Regions from separate parts of the Mus musculus genome. Here region 2 is linked to region 1. A link is a contact called in public HiChIP or PLAC-seq data. All regions are on one chromosome and are shown on one strand. The core of a region is the stretch at or near the end of the contact, and the rest is flanking DNA. Distances in the headings are between cores, read along the strand shown.

Region 1 (5,155 bases), core at 1,760-4,259:
ACGTGCATCGAAATGACATACTTGTCAAAGTTATTTTAGAATTCCTATCTGGTTGTTCCAACTCCTTAGGCCATGGAGTCTATTTCTGTAACTCACTTCATCTCAAGATGGCCTCCTCTTCCTTTTTCTTTTACTAAATTGGATTCTTCTATCAAAGGCCAAAACATCATTTGTATGAACCCAGGTATCTGATAGTTCAGCAAATGTCCGTGTTGTTTCTAACCTGCTTTTAGTACAAGGATGAGTCAGCCTAGCTAGGAACTGAGGATTTTGCATCAGTTAACTACTACATGCAACACAGGCACGGCTCTGCAATTCTCTAACTGGGGCATGATGTGTTTTATAAAAAGCTAAGGATGTGCTTCACGGGTCAAGGGATGGTGAGGTGGGAGGGGGTAACTCAGCAGGCCCATGCCTTGGTATCAACCAAGTGTAGAATATTCTAGTGTAGAATAGAGTTTATTTGGGGGCATGGGAAGGGGAATTGAGAAGGGAGTAGAGGCAGAGAAAGAGAGGGAACAGAGAAAGAGAGAGGGAGAAAGGAGAGAGAGAGAGAAGGAGAGAGAGAGAGAGATCAGCCAGAAACATATATGGAGGTGGGGGAAGGGGGAAGGGAGAGAGGGAGAAAAGGGGACAGGGGAAAAAGGGAGTCAGAGAGAATAAGAGAGAGGGAGAGGCCTAACAGTCCCTTGTATAGCAAGCCAGGCCTACCTGGCTATTGCTGGGTAACTCTTGAGCAGAGTGTAGAAGGAATGCGAACAGGGGAAGCTCCTGCTCTAAGTTGGGGACGAGACAGGGAGGTAAGGTTTTCCGCAGAGCTTCCACATGCCTGTGTCACAGAGGACCGTTTTTGTATCCTTACCTCTTCTTCAGGGCATCACGTTTCCCTGTGGCTGAGTGTCATACAGCAGGGCTGGTTTTCTCTGCTGTTCGGGTCCAGCCTGAATCTCAGACCCTAAACCCCAGTGTGGGGCTTCCTAGACTCTGCCTCTTCTCCCTCCCATTGCAGCTAGCTTCTGCCTTGTGTCTGTAGAGGCTCCTGGACAGGGATTCCCTGCCTACCTGCTGTAGCCTCTGCTTGGTTGGTGTGTGATCCTGCTGTGTGGTCTCCTGTCTTTCTTTCCCTCTGAAGTGAGAGGTGTTTGATTGTAGTCCTCTGTTGTTCGGATCTTTCCGTGTGTGCTTGTTGCTAGAGGCTCCTTCTTCCTCAGAAGCAAAGGGTGGGGGTTCTATGGGTGGGGGGTTGCAGCATATAATCGGGGAGGGATAGTATTGCTGTAGATGCGTGCTTAGGACCTGTGTAGTTGGGAACTCCTTGGTCTTCTGCTGTAGACACTTCCTGCTAGTACCCCCAAAGTGAATACGGACTTCTCCAGGCCTGCTTCTGTCCTGCTCCACCCTTGCATCCCAGCCCAGACTCGATTCCCATTACCTGCTAAGATTTATATAATGCCCTCATACCTCACGGCAGCCACACGAGTCTCCTGTGCCCTGCCAGAGGGCTGAAATCCAGTTTCGCTGTCGAGCCAGATCCACACGGAATTCAGCTTCCTTGACAGCTTACAGCCTCAGATCTCTGCTAGATCAAAACCAAAAATGATAATCCCGGTGTCGTCTGCTCATTTTTCTCACTGATCTCTGCAGCGTTCCCTGTTCTGCATGGACGAGAGCAAGAATGAAAGGTTGCAAATCAAAGCTACTGCCACTGAAACTTGTCTGCAGATCTACCAGGAGCATTGTACTGACTAGTTTTTCTTCAATTATATTGTTCTAAGCCAGTGGTTCTCAACCTTCCTAGTGCAGTGACCCTTTAGTACAGTTCCTCATGTTGTGCCCCAATCATAAAATTATTTTTGTTGCTACTTCATAACTGTACTTCTGCTACTGTTATGAATCACAATGTAAGTGTCTGCATTTTCTGATGGTCTTAGGGGACCCCTGTGAAAGAGCTGGACTACCCCCAGAAGGGCCGTGGCCCACAGGTTGAGAACCGCTTTTCTAGATTGAGCTACTGTATTTTATTTAAGGTTTTGTGTTTGTTTGGTTGGTTTTAGGCTGTGGCTAACCTGCCACAAGGTCGTCAGCAGGAGCTTAAGAAAGATTATCCCCTTAAAAGAAATTTCAGGAATAGCGTATGATCTGTTTGCTCGGAAATTCTCAAATAGTCCCATTTAAATGTATATGAGGTCTCTGCAGCCAACCAAGGCAGTAGGTCCTATAGGTTCTTAAGAGAACATGTTAAAAAAAAACCACATGTGTATTAGATCTGCTTATCTTAGCTGATTAGTGCTGAAGTGTAAATGTAAAATCAGACAATTTTATGATTACCTAATGCTCCAATTGCTATGGGTATGCAGCAAGTTACCTCCAATCTTTGTGGTTTAAAACAGTGCCTTATTTTCAAAGATTCCTGTGGACTGGGCATTTGGCTAAGCACAGGAGAATGGTTTATCTCTGCTGCATGGCCCCTCAGAGCAGGGAGACTCAGAGGCTGGGACCGCAGGCATTGGAAGACTTGTTAGTCCTGTGCCTGGAGGCGCCTCTGCATTGGTCTCCTCACGTGGCTCTGGTTTGGCTCAGCCCTAGTGCGGTTGTGCTTTGGCCCTTTAAAGGTTCGTGTGTGGGAAGCTTGATCTCCGTGTGCAGATGTTAAAAGGTGGTTCTCAAGAGGCGGAGACCAGTGGGACTTGGTTACAGGGGTGCAGTGGGATTTGTTTAGGTTACAGGGGTGCTGTCTTTGGCAGGATGAGCCACTCTCAACTTTACCACCATGATCCCTCCCTTTGCATATGTGCCCAGGGTGCCATCGACCATGACGTCCCCATCAGAGCCAAGCCAGTTGCAGTACTATGCTCTTGAACTTGTAGACACATGAACCAAATGTTTGCTTGGCTCCCCTTTTTCTTAGCACTCACCTCAGATGCTTTTCGTCAGAGTAGGAGGTGGGCTAATGCTGTCAGCTAGGTGGCAGCTGTGTTGCGTGTCTCAACTCTAGCCCAGGAGTCACACATGAGCAGTCACACAACTGGCCATTGACTGATCCAGTGACAAAGCTCTGCTGTGTTTAGGGTAAAGAGAGAAACTCTAGCTCTTAATGAGGGAAATAAAAAGCTTTAAGAAAACCCACTACAAAACGAGAGCTATCATAGTGGCCATTTTCAGAAAATACAATTTGTTATAATCAATTTTTAAGAGATAGAGAAGATGTTTGTCTCGGAGCCTGTTCAGAATCAATCTCTCTCTCTCTCTCTCTCTCTGTCTGTCTGTCTGTCTGTCTCTCTCTCCTTCCCTCCCGCCCCCTTTTGAGTTCTGTTGTGACATTTTTTCTGGGAGATATGACAAAAAAATGTCTGTTTATGCCCAATAAGGACTGGCAATAGACCAAAGTAATGATTCCCCCCCACACACATCTACTTCAGCGAGCCAGTGAGTTTATCTGAATGAGGAAGCGGTTTCTCACAGGAACATGATGACTCAAATGTAACTGGGTCACTGAGATGCCAACTGTAAGTGATGAGGCATGACACATCATGTCGGTATCATAAACAATCATGAAATGTGTGATGGATTACATGCAAACATGTCATCACTTATGTAAGACACTTGACATTCTGTGAGTGTGTGTGGGTGTGGGGGGTATTCCTGGAGTCAATCTCTCCACTATAATATCAATCGTATGAGTTAGAATTGTTTTGTGGGGGCTGGTGAGATGGCTCAGTGGGTAAGAGCACCCGACTGCTCTTCCGAAGGTCCAGAGTTCAAATCCCAGCAACCACATGGTGGTTCACAACCATCTGTAACAAGATCTGACACTCCCTCTTCTGGAGTGTCTGAAGACAGCTACAGTGTACTTACATATAATAAATAAATAAATAAACAAACAAACAAATAAATAGAAGTTAATGAGGGAACAGAGATGAAGAGATGTTTTTAAAAAAAAACAAAACAAAACAAAAACAAAAACAAACAAACAAAAAAGAATTGTTTTGTGGAAGTATGGAGCAAGCTAATGTTTTCTCTGAACAAAGCCCTGGCTTGGACCAAGACAAATCCCTGAGTGCATCAGCGGTTGTCAAGACAGCAATGTCCGGAAGCCTTGTCTTCAGAAACTGTCCCAGGATGCCTGTTAAAGTTTGGACATAAGAGTTCTTTTCTCTGTCTGCCTTCCATGTTTGCAGTGTTATCTTCAAGAAGCAATCCATGGAGAGGACAGCCTTGTGAGCTGGCTTTAAGGAGGGCCTCCTCTGCCCTTCTGTGTGGTCTCCCTTCTCCTCAGCTACTGTTGGCCATGTCCCTCAAGGACAAAGGGAGAAGATGGCTCCAATTGGAACCAATTGGGGCGGGTTCAGTGACATGGCTGTGAGTATCAATGGATTAACTTCTAGGATTAGTTTTAGAGAGACAGCTCAACTTTATTGTTCCAGGAATAGGGTATACAAGAACTTCATCCTGTGCAGTGGACCTGTGCAGTGGACCTGTGCAGTGGGAAGGGCTAACAGGCCTTAATACAGTGGCTAATTATCATGTAGATAGATAGCAAGCTAGATCAAGTGCTACATGAAGTCACTCTGCGTAAGGTCATTTTTCAGATAAGGCCAGGCACCTGTGTTCAGGGACACTATCCGGACAAAGTCAGGCTGACAAAGGGTGTCCTCTGTTTTTTGCACCAAGCTCAGAGAGCCATCTGGTCATGGGGGAACCCATCTGGTCATAGGGGATGGCGACCTTAATAGCAGGGTTCTCCAACACTCTGTCTAGATAGGCAACATTCAGCTCACTGATGGGCCTGATGAAGTTCCTGGATCTTATACTCTAACTCATTAGCCACAGACAGTGCCTCAAGGGACCCAGGGGGGTTAATATTGATTATCTACATGACAGGGTGCAGAACCTCCTGGAAGACAGACTTCTTGGGCATGAATGTGAGGGAGTGTACCCCATTTTTCCTTTTGTAAGCATCAGTATTCCTCATGCTCCCACCATGCCTCCTCTGCCCCATAGGATGTACTGCATGCCATGAGCCAACACAAACTCTCACCTCCTTATGTTGCGTTCATCAGGTATCCTGGCACAGCGACAAAGACAGTTACTAATACCGAGTATCAGCTATGCTCATGATTTCCATATCAGGATCCCAGTATGCATGACTCGGGAG
Region 2 (5,155 bases), core at 1,173-3,672, 190 kb after region 1:
AGTCCTGCATAAATACACACACACACACACACACACACACACACACACACGAATGTTTATGTATCTATATATACAAATTCCTACACATTCATATTCATATGTAAAATACATTCATATATATATATAAATACAGATATACATAGCCACAAACACATTTTTAAATAAATACACACATCTGAATATATAATAGACATGCATACATATATACATATATGCATTATAATACCAGTATATCTCACTCACAGCAGAACAAACAGGTCTTCATACAACTTGAACATCCATCCATCCACCCACACATACACACATAATGTATAATGGAAAATGTACCATTGAGCTTAATGCGTGACCCCATACTTTCCCCTGGAAACAGAAGAGTATCACATGCTGAGATATGGGCCCCGTGTGGAGACCCTCCTACTGAGGACAGATGTCAGGTTTTTGGAGTCTCCGTGGAAGCTATTGGCTTTTAATTGCACCAAAAGATAGAGGCTTGATGCCTAGGAATCCTAGCTGTGTTATTAACGTGCTACATGGTCTTGAAGCTCTACCTTCACTGGTCTAAGCTTCAGTTCCCCTGTCTGCAAGATGGGGTTAGACTTAACAGCTAGCTGCTTGGGTCTGAACTTTTGAGTTTGCTGCACGGGATGGACGTGGTCCTCTGCTGCTTGCCTGCTAAGCTAGGTGCATTCGAGGTCCAGCAAGGGACAGGATGGGCCAGCTCCCAATTCCACTCTCTCTTTGTACCTCCCTTGTCTGCCCCGTATACCTACATTACCTAGTGTTTTGGAATGTCTAATAGAGCCTCGTGGTAGGGAGAACTGAACTACTTTTGACTCTTCTCTCTGAGTTTTTTTTTTATCTCATTTCTTCCAGTGTTCTGGTTGAGAACATTTAGCAAGGCCTTTAATGATGTTTTAATGATATTACCAATTTTATCAACCTAATGTATATAGTTACATATTGATGTTGAGTAGCGAAACATGAGCATTTGATATTCAGCAAATTGTTTCATCGGATAGTGCTCTGAGAGACTGATTCTGATGAACACGTTGTGAAAATTCCATGGGCAAGAAAGGAGAAAAGAACATATTGAATTTTTTTTTATGTTAAGATTTAAGGAACAGTGACTCCCGCTCCTGGTCCCACAAAGGGGAGGCGAGAGGAGCTGCCCTCTGCTTGTCATGGACATGTGTGTGGCATCCGGTGCATCTCTGTAACGACAGGCTGTTCAGAGACTGGCTTGAGAGGTGCTGTGCACAGTTGTGCCAACTGACCATAGGAGCAGAGTCAGTGTCCCAGCCCATGGCCCAGAGGCAGCCCAGGACACACACACACACACACACACACACACACACACAGAGCCGATGAACTGTGTTACTGTGAATGTGAGTGTCAGAGAAGGGTGAGATGTTTCTGGGCTGGGTGTGCAGCTCAGTGGGACATGCTTAGCTTATGTGAGGCTCTGCATTTAGTCCCCAGCACCCATTTTCTCCCTGAAAAGGCTTTGTGCTTCTTGCCTCTTTTGTCTATAGGAGCCCTTCATTATCTGAGGGCTCACATTTCATAGTTGTAGTTACCCACAGTCAACCACAGCCTAGAGACATTAAATAAAAAATTGCAGAGCACTTTATACATTTCATATATACACTCTAATAGATAAAGTTTTATATATAGTATATTACATAGTAGATATAGTTATAGTTATTGTGGTTGTTCTATTTTGTTATTAAACTATGCCTAATTATATTAATTAATGTATTGTGAGTATCTATGTATATATAGGGAAAATCATAATTATCTTTGGGGTTTGGTGCTATTAGTAGCTTCAAGTATCCACCTATGTTCTTACACGTCTAGTGTCTGCCAGTATGACCCTGAAGATATACCAAAAGAATGACAGTTCATTTTAGGTCTTATTTGTGTGTACATATGTCCTTTATTGTCTACTGTCTTTGCTTGTCTTTAGATAGAGTGGCAGTGTTGCTAATTCAGAAATTTGGAATCCCTCCCCCTCCCCATATAATACTGGGGCCTCAGTCTCCTCATACAATGGCCTCATCTTATAAATGGGAAGACTGAGAGTCAGAGTCAGAAGCAATGAGTCCCTCTGACTAATCTGAGTCAGGGTCAGAGCACAATCCGATATCATCTGATTGAACTAAGAGAGTGCACCCATCCCTGAGAGAGAATGTCCAAGCCTGGAGCTGCCACCCTGGTTTCCTGTCTTCTCTCATGATGACAGCCTGAGAGGAGGTCAGAAAGAGCAGTTTCCAAGCCTAAGAAGCGCACCCTAGAGCCAGTGCTTGCAGGGGCAGATCAGGTGAGAATCCAAGAAGAGCCGAGATGGCTACGAAGGAGAAGCAACAGGAAGTGGCCACATAAGCAAACAAGTGGGTGTGGCCTGTCCAGTTATGCTAGAAGTCGGGTCTGGGAATGTACCCAAAGGAAGTGAAAGCAGGGACTCAGGTAAATATTGGCACACCCCATTCATCATGGTGACATTCACAATAGCCAAATGAAGAAATAACCTGTGTCCATCCATATGTAGATGGATGTGTTCATACAATGCAATGTTCTTCGGCCATCAAAAGGAAGGACATCTCGACACATAATACAACATGGATAACCTTGAAGTCATGATGCTAACCATGAGTCAGGCACAATAAGGCAGATGCTACAAGGCTCCACTGACGTAGTCAGCGCCTCTCTGTTGGCAGCCAGCTTTGCCAGGGCAGGAGGCCTTGGCTGGTGCTCCCTTCTCATCTGCAGTGGAACTCAAGCCTCCTGCTGAGTTATACATGGGTCCAAACAGGTGCAGTGTTGGACATTGCTGACCCCCGAGGCCATTTGCCTAGTTAGTATTATGGGGACCAGTTGTTCCTTTCCTTCTTCCAAGAGAACAGCTCATCATTGGAAATCATTTCTAAGGCCATTTCTAAGGATGATCCCACTGTCCCAGAGACAAGGGAACTGGGTGGCCTTGGGACTTGCATCAAGGGAAGGGGTGGCTCCTTTGGCTTAGCTCAGCTATCTGGAGTTCAGCACTTTCCTGAGTGGCCTCCAGGATCTCCATTCAGTGACTGGTGGCTTGGCATTGTGTCTATTCCTTTCATTTACCTGTTTACCTATTTCCCTAAGAAGGAACTGGCTTAAATGCATAGACTTAAAGGACCAATAGTTATGTGTCACTCACCAGGGATAGCGACTGCTCATAAGCAAATGTACTTACTAACAGCTGCTGTCTAGTAAGCCTCCACGACTGTCTCGGGTAGAAGCAGATCGACCATGCTCTAGCAGTCTTTGGGTCACTTGTTTGAAGAAGTGAGCAATAAGGTTTACCTGCAAGAAGAGAAAAGTGCCTGCCTGTGTACAAGATAGAAACAGTGAAGTTTGTCATGGCCATAAAAGACGCCTTGAAGCAGAAGGTTGGCAGAGAGTTAGAATTGTGGATAACTGTGACTGAGCACTTACTATCTTCCAGGAGCCCTGCGAGCGCCCTCACATACATAGGTATCCCCTTCAGATCTGGAAGCCATCAATCCTGCAGAGTGGTACTTAGAGTCTCAGGAGGAGATGAAAACCCAGAGATGATAAGTCCAGGTTTTCCATTGGGCAGGGGTTAAGATGTGTGCACAGCCAGATTTGTCCAATCCACAGCATCCCGCCCAACCTGAAGGGAGAATGGAGGGGTCTTGAAGAGGAGACAGAGGGCCAATCCCAGTACCCAGTAAGAGATGTCGTTTGTTAGCACCACCTGAGGGTCCTGGCACCAAGAAGGTGACACTTGACTGTCACAGTGCTTGAAGTTCTTTGTGTGCAAGAACAGAACATGCCAGGACAAATTTAAGTGGAGGAGCCTTGCTTATTTTCCCCCATTAACTAACTTATTTATTCACTTTGCATCCCAATCACAGCTCCCCTCTCCCCCTGACCCCTTCTCACACAGCCCCTCTCATATCCCCTTCCCCCCTTCTCCTCTGAGAAGGGGGGCTCTCCCTTATCACCCCATCCTGGCACATTAAGTCACTGCAGGGCTAGGCACAACCTCTCCTACTGAGGTCAGACAGGGGGCCCCACGCAGGGAAAAAAGGATCCACAGGTAGGCAACAAAGTCAGGGACAGCCCCTGCTCCAGTTGTTCAGGACCCACATTAAGACCAAGCTGCTCATTTGCTACGTGTGTGTGTGTGTGTGTGTGTGTGTGTGTGTGTGTGTGTGTGTGAGAGAGAGAGAGAGAGAGAGAGAGAGAGAGAGAGATTAGGTCCAGCCCATGTATGCTCTTTGGTTGGTGGTTCAGTCTTTGGGAGTCCCCAGGAGTCCAGATTAGTTGATTCTGTTGGTCTTCTTGGGAAGTCCCTATGAGGGGCTTTATTTTAAAAAACAGGAGGCTGTCTCCAAAAGAACAGGGAACAGTGGCACTGTCAGGCTGGCTAGCAAAAAAACGCTGAGGACCACAGAGAACCCAGCAGAACCTCGTCTGTATACTCTACCATCTTACGCAAAGATGTGGAAGTGACCACTTATAACATCTAAATCCCCTCAGGTCTTTCCTCAGGACCGTCATCTCTATTGGGCATCTACAGGATGTAGCTGACAGAGTGGTTGTAAGGTTGGGGTGGTCAGCAGTGTTTTACTGGGTAAACTTTAGTCCTAGTTAAATTCAAGAAGTATCAATAAGGCAAAAAACTCCAAGGGTAAAGTTGTTTTATCCCCAGTTTACTCCCAAGGGATGGAGATGAACAGGGATGGGGCATCCTTACTCAGCCACATGGCCAATGTGGCAAGGGTTTGAGACTTAATCTGACTGCAACTCTCTATGTAAAACCATCACATCTAAATTGCTCTGAGAACTGCAGTAGTATGTGTACACATGCTACGTACAAATGGATAGTACTATAGTATATATTGTATGTACTTATGAACCATGTGTATGTATAGACATAGATATGCCTACTGTACTTTCCCCTGTACATACATATCTGTGATAAAGTTTAGTTTGTAAGTTAGGCACAGTAGGAGATCAACAACAATAGTGAATAGAGCAATGATAAGGCACAGCATTTTCCATTAAATGCTTTCTACCTCAGTTGACTACATATAATGCTGCAAGCATGAGGGGATACAGAGGTGGCCCGTTTGCTCCTCAGTCCCTCTTG

The links. HiChIP or PLAC-seq counts read pairs in DNA pulled down with a chosen protein or histone mark.
Region 2: a FOXA1 HiChIP or PLAC-seq map of pancreatic cancer cells shows a contact between it and region 1. The contact joins two enhancer-like sites. A contact is called at or near these places in 2 of 484 Hi-C or Micro-C datasets (myocytes and nephron progenitors) and 5 of 115 datasets of contacts at active chromatin or transcription factors (embryonic fibroblasts, fibro-adipogenic progenitors, forebrain and 2 more).

Annotation. Positions count from the first base shown.
Region 1 is chr7:65,711,007-65,716,161 of GRCm38.p6, forward strand. No RefSeq gene overlaps it. Among named protein-coding and RNA genes, the nearest start is that of Gm33234, 20 kb to the left of the region's middle. Within about 2 kb of position 3,010, at least 24 of the 459 cell types and tissues checked have an H3K27ac peak or open chromatin away from gene starts, as enhancers often do. A contact at or near this core is called in pancreatic cancer cells, where this site is marked.
Region 2 is chr7:65,904,274-65,909,428 of GRCm38.p6, forward strand. All of the region lies in intron 1 of Pcsk6 (proprotein convertase subtilisin/kexin type 6), which reads left to right. Among named protein-coding and RNA genes, the nearest start is that of Gm51486, 24 kb to the right of the region's middle. Within about 2 kb of position 2,423, at least 10 of the 459 cell types and tissues checked have an H3K27ac peak or open chromatin away from gene starts, as enhancers often do. A contact at or near this core is called in pancreatic cancer cells, where this site is marked.